Regions from separate parts of the Gossypium hirsutum genome. Here region 2 is linked to region 1. Evidence: chromatin contacts called from public Hi-C data. All regions are on one chromosome and are shown on one strand. Each heading gives the region's core, a stretch centred on a gene start, on an enhancer-like site or on the middle of the called end of the contact. The rest is flanking DNA. Distances are from core to core; before and after follow the strand shown. Region 1 overlaps LOC107887330. Region 2 holds the start of LOC107887329 (reticulon-like protein B5).

The links. A called contact is a pair of places that touch in the nucleus more often than the background predicts.
Region 2: a contact with region 1 is called in a Hi-C map of leaf, with 2.8 times the contacts expected there. The contact joins the promoter of LOC107887329 here to the enhancer-like site in region 1. A contact is called at or near these places in 4 of 34 Hi-C or Micro-C datasets (callus and leaf).

What each region holds. Positions count from the first base shown.
Region 1 is chrA08:102,968,586-102,972,505 of Gossypium_hirsutum_v2.1, forward strand. LOC107887330 reads left to right here. Exons shown (of 15, transcript XM_016811522.2): 13 at 1-47; 14 at 240-619; 15 at 1,142-2,286. The coding sequence ends at 1,151. It also overlaps the pseudogene LOC121205049. Among protein-coding and RNA genes, the nearest start is that of LOC107887330, 7.1 kb to the left of the region's middle. Within about 2 kb of position 2,171, at least 2 of the 9 cell types and tissues checked have an H3K27ac peak or open chromatin away from gene starts, as enhancers often do. A contact at or near this core is called in leaf, where this site is marked.
Region 2 is chrA08:103,006,808-103,010,305 of Gossypium_hirsutum_v2.1, forward strand. LOC107887329 (reticulon-like protein B5) reads right to left here and starts at 1,858. Exons shown (of 5, transcript XM_016811521.2): 1 at 1,359-1,858; 2 at 705-885; 3 at 464-605; 4 at 300-369; 5 at 1-218. The coding sequence starts at 1,560. The coding sequence ends at 52.

The DNA of each region.
Region 1 (3,920 bases), core at 921-3,420:
ATGATGAGCACTATCAAAGTGGTCACTGTTATCTGAGTTTCTCCAAGGTAAACTATAAAGTGCATTATTATTATGAAAGTTCATCTCAAATTATATAATTTATACAATTATTGAATGGCATTCATCAATTGAGTTATGAATTCCATCAGGATATTGCAAATTTTTTAGATGGTAGACTACATTATTTTTCAAAAGTCGGTCGATTCTTTTGTTGACATTGTAGTGGTTGTGTTCTACAGGACAAGCATTGCTATTCACGGGTGCTTGAGCTGCTTATAAATGTTTGGGCATATCACAGTGCACGTCGGATTGTATACGTGAATCCCGAAACCGGTGCGATGCAAGAATACCACAAGTTCAAGGATCGGAGCGGTAAAATGTGGATCAAATGGTTTTCATTCAACACTTTAAAGGTCATGGATGAGGATTTAGCCGAGGAAGCAGATTCTGACCACCTAAAAAGACGATGGTTATGGCCATCAACAGGTGAGGTCGTCTGGCAAGGTATTCTTGACAGAGAGAGAAATCTCCGGAACCGGCAAAAAGAGACAAGGAAGCAGAAAAGCAAGGACAAACTAGAGAGGATGAGGCATAAACACCGTCAAAAAGCATTAGGGAGGTATGTGAAACCCCTTCCTGAAGATATTGAGATCTCAAATTCAACAACAGTAACATCAGTTTAATTTCATGTCTGTTTTTTGCATCTTTGGCAATAGAACCTAGTTTGATAATTCTTTAATTTTTGATCTTCTTCTACCCTTTTCTTTTGCTTCTATGCCTTGTTTATGTCAGAAAGGATGCATCATTTGTTTAAATGTGAGTATTTTTGTATTTAGCTAACAGCATCCTTCTGGTCATTAATATTCATGAATGGCTCCAACTGTACACTAAGTTTTACCTCTCCTTATTTTCTGCCCCAATTCTAAATTTTATTTTTCGATATTAAATTTTGTCTCTTTACTTTTAACTTAATTCGATATTCTGTTGACATAGAACATTAAAAATATCATTATAGCATAAAGCTCATAGCACGGTTACAAGATTAATAAATAGCAATCAAACATGGCTTTTGATAGAAGAGCTGTATCCAGTTTGGTCATCATAGTACTTAGACCATAGCATAACACCTCCGTACTTGCAGGAACCTTTGATAGCAGGGAGCACTTTTGAGGTAAGATCAGCTACTGGAATGAAGCCGCTTCCGGCTGTAGCCGGGGCTGCTGGGAGTCCCAAGAAAATTTTAGTTGCAGGAATGTCTGTAGTCCATTGCTTCCATGCATCTACTAGATTTCCAAAACTTCCAGATGTGTATTGGCATGGTGGATTGTTATAGAATTGAACCCAAACGTAGTCAAATAGACCAGTTTTCAGGGCACTCCCGACCCAAGCATCAGGGAAGGAGCATTGAGGTGCTGCGGTTAAGTACACTTTTTTATCGCGTTTGCTGTATTCTGAGAGGTACTTTGCAAGGTCATCCCAATGTTGGATCGTTCCTCCTCCAATATCAAAGTCGATTCCATCCAAAACCGCATCCCCTAATGGTCGAGAAGATGATGTTCCCCCTAAAAAGTTGTTCCAAAGATAAGTAGCCACCTCCCTAGCATCTTCAGCCGAGGTAAGGTAGTAGCTCCCAGCACCTCCCCCGATTGAAAGCATTACCTTAATTCCTTTCGCCTGACATGATTTAATGTCGGAACTCAAACTAGTGCAGCCATTATGTAGGGATCACAATGACCGGCAAGGTTAATCATCGGTGTCTGACCATTGCCAAACGTCGGAAGAAAAGCTATGTTGACAAAGTCATATCTACGAGTGGCACAAGTCTCGGCCAAGGTACCCTCGTATCCGTTCTGACCCCAATAAATAGCAATTCCACCAGCATCAACAATAACAACCAGTAAGAGAACCATTGAGCAGAAAAAAGCAAGTGAGGTTGCTGGAGTTAATGCCATCTTTGATCCTACTCTTGTATGTACTTAAATTATGATGCTTGGGGGTATTTGTGAATAGCTGTTATATAGAGAGGAGAAAAGCATAGGGTAGTAGAGGATTTGTTTGGAAGTGAATTTCCACGTCTTTACACATTCATCTTCCAACATTGTTTACTGTTTACTATTGGCTCCTTCCCTTTAGTTGAGTGTATATGGTGAATATCAAACGTGGCTCACCATGTCCACTGCAATGTTTGGTGGTTGACCAATAAAATGTGGTGTGGAATGTAAACCCTTAGACGACTACTTGACTTCTCCATTTCAGAATGTTTAATGGCCGTATGAGTTAAAAATACAACGCTAGCTTTTCACATTAGGCGACTGTTAAAAAGTAGTATTCTATCTCAGATGTTTCATACACAATTTAAAACTTGTAGTATTTGGCTAGCGATAAGTTATGTCCTATAAATATCATAATTATTCAAGTAATATTTAACGAATGATTGTGTTTATTATCCAAATAGAAACTTATTTGATAGTTATGTTCTTATATAGAGATACGGGAAATTAAACAAATTTCATTCGTAAGATATGCAAAAGCACACCAAAAATGGAAAACAGAAATTCTTTCTTTTCCTTCATCTTTTACTATTTTCAGATTGTTTGATATTCATGAAATTAACTAAAAATTTGACTAAGGCAAGTGCACTTGTAAATTAATAGTATTATAGTGAGTAAAGATATTGTTCCCATGAAGACTAAAAGTGCTAGTAATTACCCTTTTTTATTATTTAATCGATTGATTAAAAACTGAAATTAACTAAATTAATTAACTAACAAATACGATAAAAAATAAATCAGGAAAATTGATTACACCCAAAAATCAAAATAATACCCAAGAAAGAATTCACCTAGATTTCATTTGTAACTATCAATCTAAATTACACAATTTTTGTACTTAGTAACTTGATCTGTAGAAATTCTTAAATTATGTTAATATCTCTTTCGAGCATGAGAGTAACTGACTCTAGGTTAATTAATTGAAATTTCTTTCTAATTAAAACCTCTATTATCATATTAACTTATGGTATGTATTCCCTTATTAGATTTGACTCTAATTCGATATATTTATGTCGTTCTATTTTTAGAATTGCGTGTAACTCTACTCAATTAAGCAAGAATTAGTTCAAACAACAAAATCCATCATAGGTATCTCCCTTAGGTATTTAGAAAATTAGTTCATATTTAAAAATAAAAATATTCAAGATACAATATAACCAAAAGAAATAAAAGAAACTCATGATAACTTCTAAGAAATCAACTGGGAATATTTAATCTTGACCGAAATCTACTTCAAAGTTGACTTCAATGGTGTTTTTCGAGTTGTTTTTTTTGAATATTTTATGATGGCTCAATTCTATCTTTTTATCTTTATCATATATACATCTTAAAATGCCCGAAAAACTTAAAAATTGCGATTTTTCGTAGTTCGGTGTGCAATCCTATGAAAACGACACGGCCTACCATACGGGCGTGTGGAATGGTTTAACTCATGTGGGTCACACGGCCGTGTGATCTAGTCATGTGAAATGGTTTAGCTCGTGTGACTCTATCAAGCATTAAAACATGAATTTAAATGATTAATAGTATAAAATTCATAACTAACATCGAATAATCACTTAAAACGCATTAAGAATAAGGTTAAAACATATTACTTTTAGCACTTATAATTATTCTATAAAGAAGTATTGGAGAAATTTTTCATAAAAATTGATAACCTTATTATACATCGCTGAATAATATGGACACAAATAGAATATTAAAAAATGACATTGATTAATTTTTATAAATTTATTTTTATTATCACGCACCTACAACAACTATTGTCTACATTGTTTGAGTGTTCAATCTAGAAGTTAGGAATTGTGTTTGTATTATGACCCCTTTTCTTTTCATTGTGACATACCCCTTAACAGAGTTTAGAATTTA
Region 2 (3,498 bases), core at 608-3,107, 38 kb after region 1:
GAACTAGCCAAATGTTGCCGGAGAGGTGGAGACTGAACCCCCCTTTCCTTGTTAAACCTTCTTGGCCTTCAAAGGGCCCATTGGAATTTTACTAAGAACCTTGGCGTCAAAAACTGCATATTGTTTTTTAACCTCGATTGCAGCCTTCTCTGCAAATGGATCTACCTTATCCTCGTACTTCTCGTATAATACAGGTACCGTGTGCAGCAATACGAAACCTGATTTCATATAAAAGATAAATAAACTTCAGTATATGATATCATATAGATAAATATACTAAGAAAAGTCAGTGTCATTACATATATAGAACAAGGTCAAGAAGTTGCACCAACTTCCCACAATTGACAGAACCCAGAATGCAGCTATAACCTGAAAATTCAAATCAACGAATGGAAACATAAGTAATTCTCCCACCCATACTTGAGATGAAGCATATCCCCATACACACAAGAAATAAACACACCATAAGGAACTCCTTCAGATTTCTTCCAGATGCAATATCCCGCAGAAGTTTCAATCCCTGGTTAAGTTCAATTGCCAATGCAGAGGCAACTTGGAGGAATGGCTCCTCTGGCAAATGAATTTCGGGGATGCGAGGTGGAGACCTATAAAGAAAATGGGTGGGTGTCTTTAAGAAATCATACAATACCTTAGTCTAAAAAACCAAATAAACTAAATTTGCTGCAAAGACTGTAAAACTTTACTTGTGGATGAAGGTATGAGCATTGGACCACAAAAACAATAGTGCAAGACAGAGTATCGAAATGTGACATATTAAAGTAAGTAGGTGGTATTCAATCAACTCAAAAAGGACCCAAATTGCAGTTGCTCCACCAAGGACACCAGCTGAAATCTTCTTGTTCCTCCACAAGAACACATCAGCAGCTGCACAAATTATTACCAACAAAATAAGATGAAAAAATACAACATCAGTATTGATCTATGCTTTAATCTATTCACCCAGAATGCAAACAAGAAAAAAGGTAAAAAAGCAAAAGACCTAAAATGTTTTAAGGTTGCATCTAATGGCTTTATTATCAAGCAAAACTTCAAAGAAAAACAAATATTTTATATTTTCCAAAAAAAATCCATAAAAAATAAAAAATGGGATCGAGTTCAGCAATGCATTTTTCTAAACTATCAAACAGATCATAAAAGCATAAAATAAAATACAGATCCACTAATATAGAATCCAAGTAAACCATTTTAAACGTAACTGGACTATCTTTTTACTCTCATGTACATCAAGTCCACAAAACAAGCAAAATTAAAAGCATAAAGCTCTAATCTCCATAATAAAATTTGAAAATTGAAAAATGGAAAAAAAAAGTTGAAATGAGAGAGTTAAGAGTTCGTACGTTTTCCACCACCAAGCACATGATGAACTGGTCTCTCTCTTCCAAACAACCGATAAATCTTAGCCTTAACGGAGGAAGGGGAAGCCGGTTTCTCATGATCCGAATCCGAAGATGACGATGAATCATTGCCGTGAATCTTCTCGCTGATCTTCTCCATCATCGACTCCACCGCCGACTGCTTACTCTCCGAATCATCCGCCATTGCTACAAAAATTAAAATCCGAACCAAACCCTAAAAAGACGGATTCTCGGTCTCCGATTCTCACGGTGTCCAAAAAGTATCGAGGTGTGTGAGAGTTGAAGTAGGAAATGTAGGGTTTTATGATGGGAATATATAAAACGTCGATGTAGTCTGAGCCTGAGGGTTGGAGCCAAACCTGAAGGCTCGGAGGGAATTCGGAAACCTAGGAAGTTGACGGCGTTTAGATTTGAACGGGGTTATGGTACGGTGTGGTGGGGTGGGGTGGGGTCCAGCATAAATTGAATCCTGAAATGTTTTTCTTTCTTTTATGTGATGTAAGAGGAACGTGGGGGCACATAGGGGAGGGTCGGTGCAGGGTTTTGAGAAAGGTTCACCAAAATGGGACACGTGTCGATTATCTAATGGATAAAGGTGTGTCTTGGACGGCTATCACTCTTAGGGGTTAGCAGCAGTGGGCTCCACATTACCTTAACATGAAGGGTTAGTTCCTTTCCACCTTTTTAATTTCTATTAATATATTATTATACATTTTATTTTAGACCCTTATGTTGAATATTGGAGTTGCGTAAATTATTTTATAAAAATTTTGAATTTAATATCTTATTTTAAAATATCGAATTACAAATAATTGATTATAATATAATGTATTTTTAGAAAGTAAATATTTTTTTACTATATTGTTTTGAAAAGAAGATGTATAATAAATACATGAGATTTTGAGGTTGTTGAAAAAGGCTCTCTTTATTGTTCTTGTCGTAGTTGTGTGTTTTAAATCTTACTTTAGATTCCAGCATTATATTATAATACCAATTTGAATTTGAGTTTGTTAAATTCACATAGTTATGAAATTATTAATTATTTTTCACGTGTTTTTATTGATTAAGGTTATGGAGATAAAATTTATAAAAGTTCTATCTCATTCTGTGCGGGATTTAATTCAAACAAATTATATTAATTTTATAAAGGTTAATCTACTAACTCAATAATATCGCTTAATGTTATTTTATTTTTACCAAAAAAGGTTTAAAATAAATATTATTTTAATTTTTTTATAGATGTGCTATATGGAATTTTTAAAAGGTGTTGGAAGAAACTTCATTGGTAGGATGCAATTGAATCGAGTTAAGATATAGAAAGTTCTAACTTATTTCGAAATTGGGTTTATTTTCAAAATTTGAGTTTGAATCCAAAAGGAGAACTTCAAACTCCTTAGATTTAGTTAATTTACTTAGTAAAAATAGACTAAATTACCATAGTTCAAATTAAAAATCTATTATTTATATTTAAACTCGAGTTCAATGGGTTTACAAGCTATTTGAATATTATATTAAGTTATTTGAATTTGATTCGTTCGATAATTAAACTATTTAATCATAATTTGAAAGTTCGAAATGGAATTATGATAAAACATCATGGGATAAGCATGATAGTCGAAATAGTTCCAATACCCAATAATTTAAATTTTGTTACAATCAAAATTTTGATATGTTTCACTTAATTTAAGTAAATATCAAATTATATTGATGCATATGAAATGATATAATATTTTAATATTTTAAATTATTATAAATATCTTATTAAGTAGACGTCCATCAAGATTAAGATTATTTTTAATGTACTTTAAATTCTAATAGTCATTAGAAGTAGATCTCTACTTCATTTATACTTCTTATGCATATAAATAGAGACTTTGGAGAAGCTTTGTAAATACTCCAATTGATCAATAAAACACACTCTCTCTTTGCTCTTTCATTCACTTTATTCTTTATTTTCTATCTTTTTATTTTATAACATGTTATCAACATTATTCTCTTTTAATTGTTTTTCTTCATAAGTCACAATTTTTTTTCCCTTTTACCAAGCCTTACCCCTTTCAAGCAACAACCAATGCAATAGATGGCCACTTAAATTTGCTACTCAAGTTGTTGTTGATTGCCT